Regions from separate parts of the Mus musculus genome. Here region 1 is linked to region 2. The links are chromatin contacts, called in public HiChIP or PLAC-seq maps. All regions are on one chromosome and are shown on one strand. The core of a region is the stretch at or near the end of the contact, and the rest is flanking DNA. Distances in the headings are between cores, read along the strand shown.

The links. HiChIP or PLAC-seq counts read pairs in DNA pulled down with a chosen protein or histone mark.
Region 1: a contact with region 2 is called in an H3K27ac HiChIP or PLAC-seq map of a colorectal cancer cell line, with 6 times the contacts expected there. The contact joins two enhancer-like sites. A contact is called at or near these places in 1 of 15 datasets of contacts at CTCF or cohesin (the NIH/3T3 cell line), 12 of 484 Hi-C or Micro-C datasets (the Ba/F3 cell line, the G1E-ER4 cell line, the HPC-7 cell line and 6 more), 4 of 115 datasets of contacts at active chromatin or transcription factors (a colorectal cancer cell line, embryonic stem cells and extraembryonic endoderm stem cells) and 2 of 9 other capture datasets (adipose tissue and pancreatic islet).

Annotation. Positions count from the first base shown.
Region 1 is chr6:34,745,488-34,752,285 of GRCm38.p6, forward strand. Cald1 (caldesmon 1) reads left to right here. Exons shown (of 14, transcript NM_001347100.1): 5 at 132-528. Among named protein-coding and RNA genes, the nearest start is that of Gm38787, 16 kb to the left of the region's middle. Within about 2 kb of position 5,209, at least 70 of the 459 cell types and tissues checked have an H3K27ac peak or open chromatin away from gene starts, as enhancers often do. A contact at or near this core is called in the NIH/3T3 cell line and a colorectal cancer cell line, where this site is marked.
Region 2 is chr6:34,449,791-34,455,940 of GRCm38.p6, forward strand. No RefSeq gene overlaps it. Among named protein-coding and RNA genes, the nearest start is that of Bpgm, 23 kb to the right of the region's middle. Within about 2 kb of position 3,716, at least 32 of the 459 cell types and tissues checked have an H3K27ac peak or open chromatin away from gene starts, as enhancers often do. A contact at or near this core is called in the NIH/3T3 cell line and a colorectal cancer cell line, where this site is marked.

The sequences.
Region 1 (6,798 bases), core at 3,959-6,458, 300 kb after region 2:
GCTCAGTTGGAAGCATAGAGTGGTGACATCTACGGGCATGTGAGCTGGATACTGCTGGTGCCTGCTCTGGCTGTGGTTGGTTCTATACGGTTAACCAACAAGTTGTCTTTGATGTTCCTTCTGTCATGCAGTGTCCCCGATGAAGAGTCTAAGCCAGCCTCCTCAAACACTCAGGTAGAAGGTGACGAGGAGGCTGCCTTACTGGAGCGCCTGGCTAGACGAGAAGAGAGACGTCAAAAACGCCTTCAGGAAGCCTTAGAGCGTCAGAAGGAGTTTGATCCGACCATAACAGATGGCAGTCTCTCAGGCCCAAGCCGAAGAATGCAAAATGACTCCGCCGAAAATGAGACAGCAGAGGGGGAAGAAAAAAGAGAGAGTCGCTCAGGACGGTATGAGGTGGAAGAAACAGAAGTGGTCATCAAGTCCTACCAGAAGAACAGCTATCAGGATGCTGAAGACAAAAAGAAAGAAGAAAAGGAAGAGGAGGAGCAAGAGAAGCTGAAGGGAGGGAGCCTTGGCGAAAATCAGGTAGAGAAGATGGTAGAGGAGAAAACACCAGAAATCCAAGAGGAGGCTGTGCTGATGGTATTGGAAAACGGGCAGGTCAGCGCAGAAGAGTCCAAAATAGAAGGGGATGGGGAACAAGACATGGAGGAGATAGCCCGTCGAAAAAAGATGGGGGAGGAAGAGAGAGAGAGAGCTGAGGCAGAGAGACTGAGGTTGGAAGTGGAGGGACAAGAACAAGAAAGAATCAAAGCTGAGCAGGACAGAAAGCTAGCAGAGGAACGGGCAAGAGTCGAAGCAGAACAGAAAGCCGCTGCCGAGGAGAGGGAGAGGAGGGAGGCCGAGGAGAGGGAGAGAAGGGAGGCCGAGGAGAGAGAGAGGAGGGAGGCAGAGGAGCGTGCAGAGCAGGCGAGGATCCAGGAGGAGCAGAGAAGAGTGGCTGAGGCACAGAAAAAGGCCAAGGCAGAGGAGGAGGAGAAGGCAAGGATAGAAGAGCAAAGACAGAAACAGCAGCTGGAGGAGCAAAGGAGTGAGAAGCGAGAAGCCAAGGACAAGGGGGAGAAAGGAGCCGAGAAAGCAGACAGGAAAGGAGTGAATGAAAGGGAGGCCCCAGACGACAGACTTCAGACAGCTGTCCCAAAGACGCAGGTACAGTAAGCACTGTGCACCTACTGTGTGATGCCTGTGACTCATGAGAAATGCAACGCACACCCAAGCGGGGGCTGAGGCCTCGTGCACGTGCTTCATCAGTTGGCAAACTATTCTTTTTTTTTTTTTTTTCAGGCCATAGCATTACCCAAGCATGGAGCAATTGAACCACAGCTGAGAATGCAATCGACCAAATTAATGAGACAACCAGAAAGAAATCAATTGCTTGGTGCTTGGGTGCTGTGGTTATTAAAAAAAAAAAAATGAATTAGCCCAAAGATGCTGAATGTGGTGGGTTTCTGTCAGCTTGTTTGTACATCTGCATCTGAACTCCCTCTGTCTGTCACATTCCCTGGGTGTGCATGAGGCAAGAGGCCTATACTTCTCACCTCACTCCGGTGTTTGATAGCAGTTTTTATTTTTCATTTTAAAATTAGGGGCTGGGGAGTTGAGAAAAAGAATTAAGTTCAGACATTTAGTCTTAGACAAAATTATAAATCCTTTGAAGTCAACTGGAATCAAGGAGATTGTTGGATGCTCCCCCAACCCCGACAACAACAAAAAAGAAAAAAAAAAAAAAAACACCTTTAAAAGCCTGACTTGCCATCATGTAGACCTGGGTTTAATGTAGACTTGCAGAAAACCATTGGTCTTGGGTAGGGCCAATTAACAACTGATGGACAACTGAGAGTTCACAGTTTGTTCCCTTTTGCTATGTGGCTCAGGAAGAATAGGTAGGGATAGCAGTTGGAGAAGGAAGTATAAAATATAAACGTTTTGTGGGTTTTTTTCTCTATCTGCAAGGCTGCATGAAAAACAAACCCTGTAAGAGCTGTAAAAGACAAGAGAACCGCTTGCACGCTCACCTCTCCAGAGTGAGCCCTCTGCACTGCCTCGCACTGAAGTTGTTTTCCTCCCCTGCTTCTATACCCAGGGCTCATGCACATGGCTGTAGTTGAGAAAATCCTGAGCAGGATGTCAATGCCTGAAACACCATGTCATGCTAGATTCCAGTGAGCACAGTGGGAGGCACAGGAGGACAAGAAATAGGGAGGGGTTGGGACATATCACCCCTGATGACAAGCCACTAGCACCAGGTACCACTGGCACCAGGGGGTCTGAGTGTGTCACTGAGATGGGCCACAGCGACATCACAGCCCACGCGGAGTGATCTGAACACCCTCTCACTCTTGCAAGCTAGACAGGGCTTCTATTTACGTGAGTGACCTTCCCCGTTCTTGAAAAGGAAAAGGAAGAAGAGAAAGGAGTTAAAGGGCAAGCTCAAAGACAAAAGCCTCGGGATGACAAGCCTGCCTTCAGAAAGGAAGAGGTAAATGTCTTTAAGAATAATCATATCCTAAAGCCACGCGGAAAGCAGCAGGCCTGGATCTGATCTTGGAATTGCAACCCCTCCCCTGTGGTTTCCAGACTGTGGCTCATGAGTCACTGATGAGATTGTATAGGTGCCTCCAAACTAATTAATCAGGTTGGGGACATGACCCAGTGAGTTAAGTGCTGGTCACTCAAGCAGGAGGACTCGAGTTTGGGTCCCCAACACCCACATAAAAAGCTGGGCATGGTATAGGGGAGTGTCTGTAATCCCAGCTTTGGGAAGCAAAGACAATAGGATGGGTAGGGGATTCCAGGGACTCACTGGCGGCCAATCTAGCCAAACAGTGAGCTCTGGCTTCTCGTAAGACCTTGTCTCAAAAGTTATGGTAGACAGCAATAGACAACACCCAAAATCAACCTGTGCCTTGCACGCACACACACACACACACACACACACACACACACACACACACACACACACACTTGTACACACATATTCATACACACTCTTATATCACACACAAGCACACATGTGCAGACAAAGTCATATACACTCATACACCATACACATATGTACTTGAGAGTTCACAAAAAGGAAGCGGAATTGAAAGCATCCGAGGGCACGTAGGCAGTTGTAGTCCAGTGTTCTCACAGAAATTAATTGTCTTTCTTAGTGTTTGTCACAGTCAAGAGCTCGGACAGCCCTGCTCCTCAGTCTTGCCTACGTCCTGCTCTGACAGTGTAACGTTGGCTTCTGTGAACCCTTCGCGGCTTACATTGCAACCGTGAAATATTTCCAGCTGGCTTTGATTAACACTTTAACTTTTTCATGAAAAAGCACACCCCCACCCCAACCTAAATCTCAGTAGAAATTTTGGTGAGCCGAAGACGATGATGTATGATTCTCAAAAGCAAAGCCTGGCCACATCATTGCATTAATGAGGCACACACACAGGGGAGCAGGTACCAGGATGCTCTTAGGTAAGTAAGGGAGGCTTCTACACACAGGTGCCATAGCAATCCAGCATACAGTGCCAGGGCAGAAAGCCTCTCCTGGTTCTAACCAGCCTGCCTATGCTAGCCTCGGGTGACACTACAAACTGCCATGTCATCCAGTAAGTTCAAACCGTTGGATGTGGTGACACAGAACCAGGAGACATAGAAATGCCTGAATTATGTTTCCCAAGAGACTGATGAAACAATCGGTAGCCATTGGGTACTGGCCCAAATGGAATCCCACTACAGGTCTCTGTTAGAGCATCCATTAAGAAAATCCAGAGCTGTAGGAAAATTCCATGTTTAGAAAATAGAGGGCCATATTAAGTAGCATATGGGTGGTTCCCTTAGGTGGCTTTGTAAGAGTCACATAAGACCCTGTATATTTACTTGAAGACTTACGTTCCTCTCGACTTTAGTAGAATGTGTGGTTTGACCGTGAGCCCTGGCTATCTGAAGGAGGGAGGAGATGCAAATACTGATGACCCGGAAACTGAATTTAGCTCTACCAGGCAGCTAAGGAGACGGCTGAACACCCTGGACTGTGTAAAGGTCCATCTGTACGACAAAGCTGTCTCAGAACCAAACTCAAATAGTGTCAGACACGGGAAGAAAGCGTGAGATCTGCAACTCAGTGGTGAAATGTGGGCAGAGGGCTTCAGTAAATACCCTCTGCTGATGTGAAAGTTCATTTAGGCCAGAGAGTGATTCACTTTTAATGGCCAAAGCATCCCACGCCTCCATCTGAGTCAGAGGAGGCTCATCCTCAGTCATCCCTCTGCCTCTTCTCAGATAAGGGAAAGTCCATGGTATCAGTCAGACACCCCAGGGAATAGCTGCTTTCCAGTCCCTTTCCCAGTGTCCCTTTCCCAGTTTGCCGAACAGCACATTCCAGGGCTCAGAACTTCCGGCTCCTTTTTTATACCAGGCTAGATAATCACCTCCAATCAGCCTTTTCAAAAGATCAATTTTAAGATCTTATCATTGTATATAGATAAACTGCGACTGAATGGATAGAGTTCTCCCTTCCCAACTAGCTGGACTGGCGTGTTATATAGGCAATTTAAAATCATTTAGCATGATTCAGACATTTTGAATAACCCTTTCCTATTATGCCCTCCCTTCATTTCTTTTCTTTCTTTCCTTCTTTCCCTTCCTTTTTTCTTTCTTTCCTTCCTCTCCTCTCTTCTCCTCTCCTCTTTCTTCCTTTCTTCCTTTTGTTTGTTCTTTCCTTTTTTCCTTTCCTTCCTTCCTTTCCTTTCTTCTTTCTTTTATCACAAAAGCAAGCAGAAACCTTTCCTGGCAGGATTAGGGATCCATACAACATAAGCAGCTAGGCCAATCGAAAGTGAACACAAACATTCCTCTGCCCTGCTAAGGGAAGCATTTCCCAAAGTCCCTCCAGTGCTTTAAAACACAAACAAATAAACAAATCCCCTGTATTCCTCCACCGCAGCTGAGCTCTGTGGCAGCCATGGAGTGCAGATGATCTCTGACTCTGAGACATAGTTAAGTTTCTGTCTCTCCTCTTCCATTACAAGCTGTCTCTTTTCAGTTCTTCTATTTGGTTTTGTTTTCTTGGCTTTTAACAAAGAGAGAGAGAGAGAGAGAGAGGGAGAGAGAGAGAGAGAGAGAGAGTCAGTCACAGGGTCTTTTGTGACTTCGAATCTAATATTCCTGTCACCCAGGCCCACATGTCCTGAACAGACAGTGTGACCATAGCATGCATGTGCATCCAGGAATTTGGTTAAAGAATGACTCAGGCGCTTTAAGCTGGAGTCTAAGCTCTCTGCTGAAGGTCTAAGTTGTCCATGAGCCAAATTTCAGGAGCAAGGAGCCAGGAGGACATGTGTGGGGTAGAGCAGGGATCCAGATGAGGATTTGGGGATCTGAAGCTCATGAAGGCCTGCAACTGACATCCAAGTCTTGCTGTTATTCTGGAACTTTGTCGTGCAGAGTAGCATGACTCAGAGACTCCCGTCTCAGGCGGGTCCATGTGTTCCCTTGGGCTCCTGAGTTCTCTCCAGCTTAAGGTCACGCCTCCTAAGTTCCCACACCCCCATATGCTCATGCTTTCTACCACTAAGTAGCCCAGCTAAACGGAGTCTCATCCAAACATCTAAGAATCTAGAGGCTGTTTAAAGTACAGCCATGTTATCTGTGAATGAAGAGACCTGCTTGCTCTTTCAACACTTGTGACCACCCAGTGACCTTTCCGCAGAGATCTTTCTTGGTGGTAACATTCCAAGATACCTAAGAGATCTAGTTCCCAGCGACTCAGAAGGCTGTGGGCTTGCCATGAATTTGCCATAGAATCTAATCCACTCTACTCTTTAAACTAAAATTTAAGGATCCCCTGGAGTCTTTTATTTATTTCTCAGGAGAAAATAACTTTCAGTCCAACGCTAGTCATCATTATTACATTAAGAATGTTTCTAAGAAAGTTTTCCCCCTGAGAATATGAGGAGACCACCCACCAAAACCCTTCCCAACAAGTAGAGTGGGAGACTCTTCTTCTCATAGACATCTAATGCTTTTACAAAGCTATTTTAAGGTTTTGTTTTGTCTTTTTTTTTTTTTTGTTTTGTTTTTTTTTTTTTTTTTTTTTGGCCAGTAAATCTGATAATACCTTTTGGGGAAATGAAAATATTTCTGACTTCAAAATAAAAGAAGTGAGTTAAAAGAAATTTACCTAAGCAGTTGCCACCATAAACTGTAAGACTTGACTCAGAATTTGTTTCATGGGTATCCTGGGAATATCTCCCCTCACCTCTATATTTGTATTCCCAGATACATATTAACCAGGGTGTGAACTCTAGGCCATGGTGTCTAGGACTCTATCCAACAGTGACAGGCCAAAATGAAACTAGACTGTCTCCTCCTGCCTTTTCAGTGACTACCAATATGTTCTAAAGGGCAAGGACAGCCACCAAGCATTCTACTCTCTACACTGCTCTACAGGGCCCAAGCCTCCTTCTCTCACTCATAATCATCCAGGGGCCAAGAGGACAATAAGATGGTGGGATGTGGAAAGTGATCACTTCATCTCACTATATCTTGATGAGATTCCCAGAGAAACTGGGTTGGTAACAGCCCTAGAATCAAACGGCCTCCTTGGTCGAAGACAAATCTGCCAGAGAGGACATGGCGGCAGCATTGCAGCTCCCCCTCTTTAGCATCCAAAGGAGAAAATAACTTTCAGACAAACGCAAGTCATCATGATTACATTAAGAATGCTTCTAAGAAAGCTTTGCCTGAGAATATGAGTAGACTGCCCACATGTCCCTTAGTATACATGGACACCCATGTATATCCCGC
Region 2 (6,150 bases), core at 2,466-4,965:
AAAACTGACACATCGAAGCAGTGTCCTTCTCAGCTTCCCAACTGTTTAGAGTCCCTGAGAACTTTTTCCAAGCGAGATTTCCATTCAGGAATTCTGAATCTGTGGTCCATGCAGTCCACACCACAGAGGATCCCCTGAAATCATTTGGAGAAATCTGCTGTCTTTTTTTCCACCCACCTTTAAAATGCAACATCTTAAAAGGGTCATGTCCTATGAATATAGAGCCCTTGTTCTGGGCAAGGGACTTCCTTTGCTTCTAGGCCTGTCCCTTCAGGAGTCCTCCCTCCTCTCGGAGCTCTTAAGTCACTGTGAGCTGTTCTTCCTCAGACTTCTCTCAGGAAATTTGGAGTTGATAAACATTTGCTTCCTGGCTACTTTGTCCTTGACCTTGTAAGTCTTTGGTCAGCTTGGAGGAATTCCCTTCTTTACTTCCCAAAAGCAAGACGATTTCTCGAGACTTCTTTCAATCCTTGGACTATATTTCTGCCAGCCATGGGTGTCAGTGGGCGTGAGAAACTCAGCACCACGGCGTTGCCAGCAGCCCAAGGAGTCTTTCCAGAGCTTTCTATTCAGACGAGGCTACAGAACTTTAAAGTCATTCCTTTGATACTATTCCCACTTACTACTCCTCCATTGTTGAGATTTCTAAGTGAAAATTTCTTTCAGCTCCTCAGATCTGTTTTTCTTGTATCAAATAATTTTCCTCCTTTCCTGTTGACTTTGCTGCAGAAAAGAATTTCAGGGTGAGTCTGTGCAAAACAGAATTGAACTTGCCTGATAGATTGGGGCTGGGCATGTGGTTAGGTTGGCAGGTTGTTTGCCTAGTGCCATGGCCTTACATGGCTCCAGGGACAGACCTAATCGGGGGCATCGAGGGAACGAAGAAAGACAACACAAAATCTGGGTCTCAGGTGGACTAGGCTCTCTGCTGGAGTCACAGCAACACCCCAGAAGTTAAGAGTGTGTATTCTATACAGCTGAACCAGGAGGCAGTTTATATCACATTCAGATTGACAAGAAGGCAGAGGTTATAGTATACATCTGGATCAAGGAGACAGGTTTAGCTAATCTCAGTAGGAGCAGGCTCTGTAGGGAGCAGAATTCAGGATGTAACCATCTGGGAGGGGTGGGAGGATAAAGCTGTGGTGGATATTTTCTGAGCACACTGTCAGCATTCACACCCGGACCAGAAAGGACGGCTTTTCTTCTTCCCATGAGCCTCCTGTGGCTGTGCCCAGGTCAACAGCACATATTCACTAAGGACTTCACACACTCAGGGCTCCCTCCACTCCGAACAGCCTAGAAAGCATGCAAGAAGTCCTGGATTTGATCCCCGGGTGCTGCATGAACTGTGTGTGTGGTATGTGCCAGCATTCCCAATGCTCAGAGAGTAGAGGTAGTAATATCAGAAGTTCAAGGCCATCTTTAGGTACACTACCTGTGTGTGTGCCAGCCAGCTTCAAAAGGGGGGAAAGGAGGAGTTCTAACATAGATTTAAGCATATGAGAGGCACTTCGGGAAAGGGTGGTACACACTGCAAATGTGGGTGTGGATATCTCACATATGATGGCTATGTGTCTTTACAGTAAGACATATTATCTATGTATATATACACACATATATATGATTTTGTGGCTTCTGAAATTAAGTTTCAAATGGTTGTTAAGAAACTTGCTCTTTTTCAATAAGTCATCTCTTAGGGTGACGGTCCCAAGGTCAATGGAATCGCTACTATATGAAGCTTTTCCGAAGGGAGCTACAACATATGATTTTCCTGTTAACAAGGAAACACTCTTGTTTGTGAGAATCTCAGAGAATTGCAGGCTTTCAGCTGGGAAAGCAGTACAGCTTTGTTCACTAAAGCTTTAGGCATGGATCACTGATATTTTAGTATTCTTATTGAATATTTCTCTATAAAAGGAATAGAGTCTTCTTGTAGTGAGCTTTCAGAGCAGTTTAATCTGGTGCCAGAACAGCTAGCATGAGACACCCCTAACTTTGTACAATCCTGGGGACTGAACCCAGGGTCTTGTGCGTCTAGACAAGCCCTCTATAAACAAGCTCCATATCCAGACCGACAGTTCTGCTCTTTCAGGCTACATTTCTTTGGGGTTTTGTTTGCTTTGCTTGGTCTGCTTTGGGTTAGCGGCCACAGCTTGCTGTTAACTTGTTTTAATCTTCAAGCCAAAAGAAATTCTGAGTGGGTTTTTTCCATTTTTTAAAAACAGACCAAGTAAAGGACTTTTCATAATCAGTAAATTCCATCTTGTTGGATTCATTGTCTCCATGATAGACTTTGGCACATTACTATCCTGCTTCATTGCAGTACCTATCTTCTTACAGGAAGCTCTATTTTCCAATTATGGTCTTTATTGAACATACTGCTAAAATGTTTGTACCATTCAGTTGGTACAAAGTTGCCTAATATATAGTCTAAGGCTTATTATTAGATATTTTTACCATAAAAAAGAAAGATCTTTCCAAATGCCTGTTCAAGTCCACATACTAAGTTTATGCTACCTCTACTCCATCTTCCAGGCCAGAAACCCTATCTACTATAGGATGGCTTATTCACAAAGGTGAATACTGTGGTCATCGGCACCTGACATATAGGGCCCCTCCAGAACAAAGACACATGCTAGAGTTTTCAAGAATTCCCTTCTGAGGTGTTATGCATGATATCTGGTAATGGAGAGGATGGACTTCTGGAAGACGGAGGAGACAGAAGGAGACAACCATCCAAGACTGGGACAAAGGGAACGTGGAGAACGATGACCAAGAAGCACCAAGGGCTCATTGGAGCTCAGTGGTTCTAAGTTTAAAGTAAGATAAGTCCTTATGGGTATTTCTTTCTCCATCTCTGACTTAGAATAAAGGTGAATTCAATATAACCTACATTGTATATACTTTAGCACACTACTACCTAACAGCTTCCAGCATGTAATTTTTCTCCAGGAAGACATATAGGAATCTGGTAAGAAGTATTTTTCCAAAGATCACAATCTCAAATTTCAAGTATTAAGAACAGGTCTGCATGTAAGCTTATTTGGGAATAAGGTCATTGCAGATTGACTAAATTAACAATTGGGATATTAGATGATCCTAGATTGAGGGTAGGTCCAAACCCCACTGACTGGACTCTTTATAAGAGAAAGGAGATTTACGGCCATCAAAAGGCAACTTGAGGATAGAGGTAGAGATTAGAGTGCTGTTTCTTCAAGGACCAACTTTGCAAGTCACTTCCAGAGGCTAGGAGGCTGGCACTCCCCAAATAAACAACCCTGTTGACTACTTGATTTCAGATTGTGTCTTATTCAACTGAGAATAAACTTCTGTTGTTGTGAGTCATAAGTTTGTGGTAATTTACTGTGGTAGTCCTAGAAGCTGAGACAGGGAGGAAACTCATACTTCAAGAGTAAAGTGTAAAGAAAGTGGTTGGGGAAATGCACTAGGAAGTTTTCTTAAGGTTAGAAAAAGAGACTGGCACCATCTGAAGTTCCTGAGACCTTATGACATTTCCCGTAGGGTCCCCCTAGAACCCCATGACTCCTCCAGAAGCCACACACAGCGACAGCCTGGGAACCCTGCGGTTATTTTGAGTCCATTGTCCAATTTCCATGAAAGTATTTATAAATATTTTGTTCTCCAGGAAGTCGTATCCCTATGGCTTACTCAGCCAGTCTGGCTCTGCAGCCCTGACACCTAGCTTACAGTAAGTCGGGGCTAATTCTGTCCTGGAGGAAGGCAACCTCCCACACATCTGGATGTCTCTGGGCTCTTGACTCGTCTCATCTGGAATGAGAAGAGTCAGCAGCCAACACCACACTGTCATGCTTCTAGTCACGGATGCTTGCTTGATTCTAGTGTCTGCCTTGGTGCCCTCAGCCTCCCTAGGGAGCCCCTGCTTATCCTTCAAGACTTGTCCCAAGATCTGCTGCTTTGTTCATGCAAGCAAGGCATTAATTATAGTGTCTTTTGTTTTTTTTTTTCTTACAGAACTGTGAATTTCTATTAAAGAATTTCCTAAATTCTATCATGGCTTATTTCTACCTGAAACATTGAAGGAGTCATCCTGACTTGTGAATCACTAGCCCTTAGCTTAGAATCCAGCTCCACACCTTTCATATAAGCCAAGGAAAGTTATAGCAAGAATCTACAGCAAGCACCCTTGATTTTTTTTTTTTTTTATAAAACATGAAACTGCAGTGATTGAATTTCTTCTATTTGAGATTACAGGTTATTCAGATTTGACAAAGAAACAAAATGGCATAGAAATTAGTGCAGCTTACGTCATCTGAGTCGGGAGTTTAATGCTTTGCCATTGTGATAAGAAGAGCCTCTTCCCTGCAGAAAGAAATGGCAATGACATCCCTTGGATCACCAGCTCCTTGAACACGTGACAGGTGGGTACTCCCTATTTGAAGTCAGCTTAGCAAAAGCTTCCCAGAATTCATCACCAGAGAATCACACTGAGCCACACTGCCCCTATCCAGTCAATGCAGGGAGTGAAGCTTCCACAGAAGATGGTGTTCCCTCGGGTGCTCTTGTTCTGCACTTTATTCAATGGTCCCTTTTCATCGTGTTTCACTGGGGTTATATCACGCATATTTTGTATTTAGAAATATTCAGCATGAATCCTTAGCGGTATTCAAACAAAATTAGATTTCTGTTCCAAGCAGCTAGGCTTCTATGCAAGCATGCTCTGTGGGAGATGTAAAAGTTCCAGTAAACAGGAGCTGTGGGTAGAAACACTGGAAGAAGTTTGGGGGAGGTAGACTCATGTGTTCCCATGGGGCTAAAACCATGGGGGACGAGCTGGAGACCCCCTTTTTTGTGATTCAGGCTAAACTCAGACTTATAAAGGAGTAAGAAACACATGACTCATCCTCTCCCTGGCCATTGTCACTGTCTCTACATCAAAATCTGCCGGAGACTCACAATGCAAACCAGATGCTGCACAGCTACGGATGTCTGCACTAAAGGAGCTCCCCAGCAAGGTGGCCCAAGAGCGTCACATGATTTCACATAGCACCCATCACATAAGATTCCCATCTTCCCATTTTGTTGACCAAGAGCTTCTGTCATGTCACATAGGCAGAAGCTTGTGACATGCCCAGCCTATAACTCCTGACATACAAACCTCCCAGAATGGACCCTTCCAGAGAGCAAAGCCTAAAAACAGACCAACAGACATTCGTGTAGTGAGTACTGTCACATTGAAGAATAACCGGCCCCACTATTCTTCCTGATGCACACCATATCCAGAAGTATACGGACTTCAGGCTGAAGTAATCCTTATAACAGCTTAATATATATTTTAAAAGAAACTTTTTAGTTTAGTTAGGCTATTTGGTTTAGAGGAGCTAACTTTGGACCCAGTTCCAGTGGCAAAAGATTCTCCCTTCCCTGTACCATCATTAGGGACCTTAAATAGCATATTTTATTTTCCCTGAACAGGTTAAAGTTTTTACCTCAGAGTCTTGCTCTGTTTTAATAAACTCTTTGCCTGGAGGAGGATTTGAATCTGAGCTTATGCTGAGCGTTGTGCCTCCCTAACAGGACTTTCTAAACACCTGAGACCATTCCAAACTGAAGTTTTCTCATTTGATCCCACAACCCCAGGGCATTTTCCTTCCTCTTCCTCTGTTTACACTGATTTATGCTGAAATGTAAGGGCTGGTGCCATCTGGTCTTCAGAGTTCGTCACCGTTTCTCCTTTCCAACCCCATAACTCCGAGGAAAAGAACAGAGGAGAAAACAGTTGCCAGAGCTTGGGTAAGCAGAGCCAGGAAGGAAGACCAGCAATAGATAACGCTGCTATCAGAATCAGAGTGAGACAGGGTAGGTTGGAGTGACTATCCAGACAATTCTCTTGTCCTACAAGCTAGAGTAGAAAGAAACTTAAGTAACACACTCCACAGAGGTCAAGATCCCAAGACAAAGGAGGCAGCAGAGGATCTGTGTGGAATAAGGACATTCAGCACACATTTCTTAACCCTTGCTGGAAAAGGAGGAGAGAAAAAGGAGAGTTAAGTTTAAAAGGAAATTGGCTACAGAGAAATCACTGAAGTCTTTGAACTGAGTTCCCCCCAAATGGATATTCACAAAATCTGGGCCTCAACCAGTCGTTATCCACGTGGGATACCATGG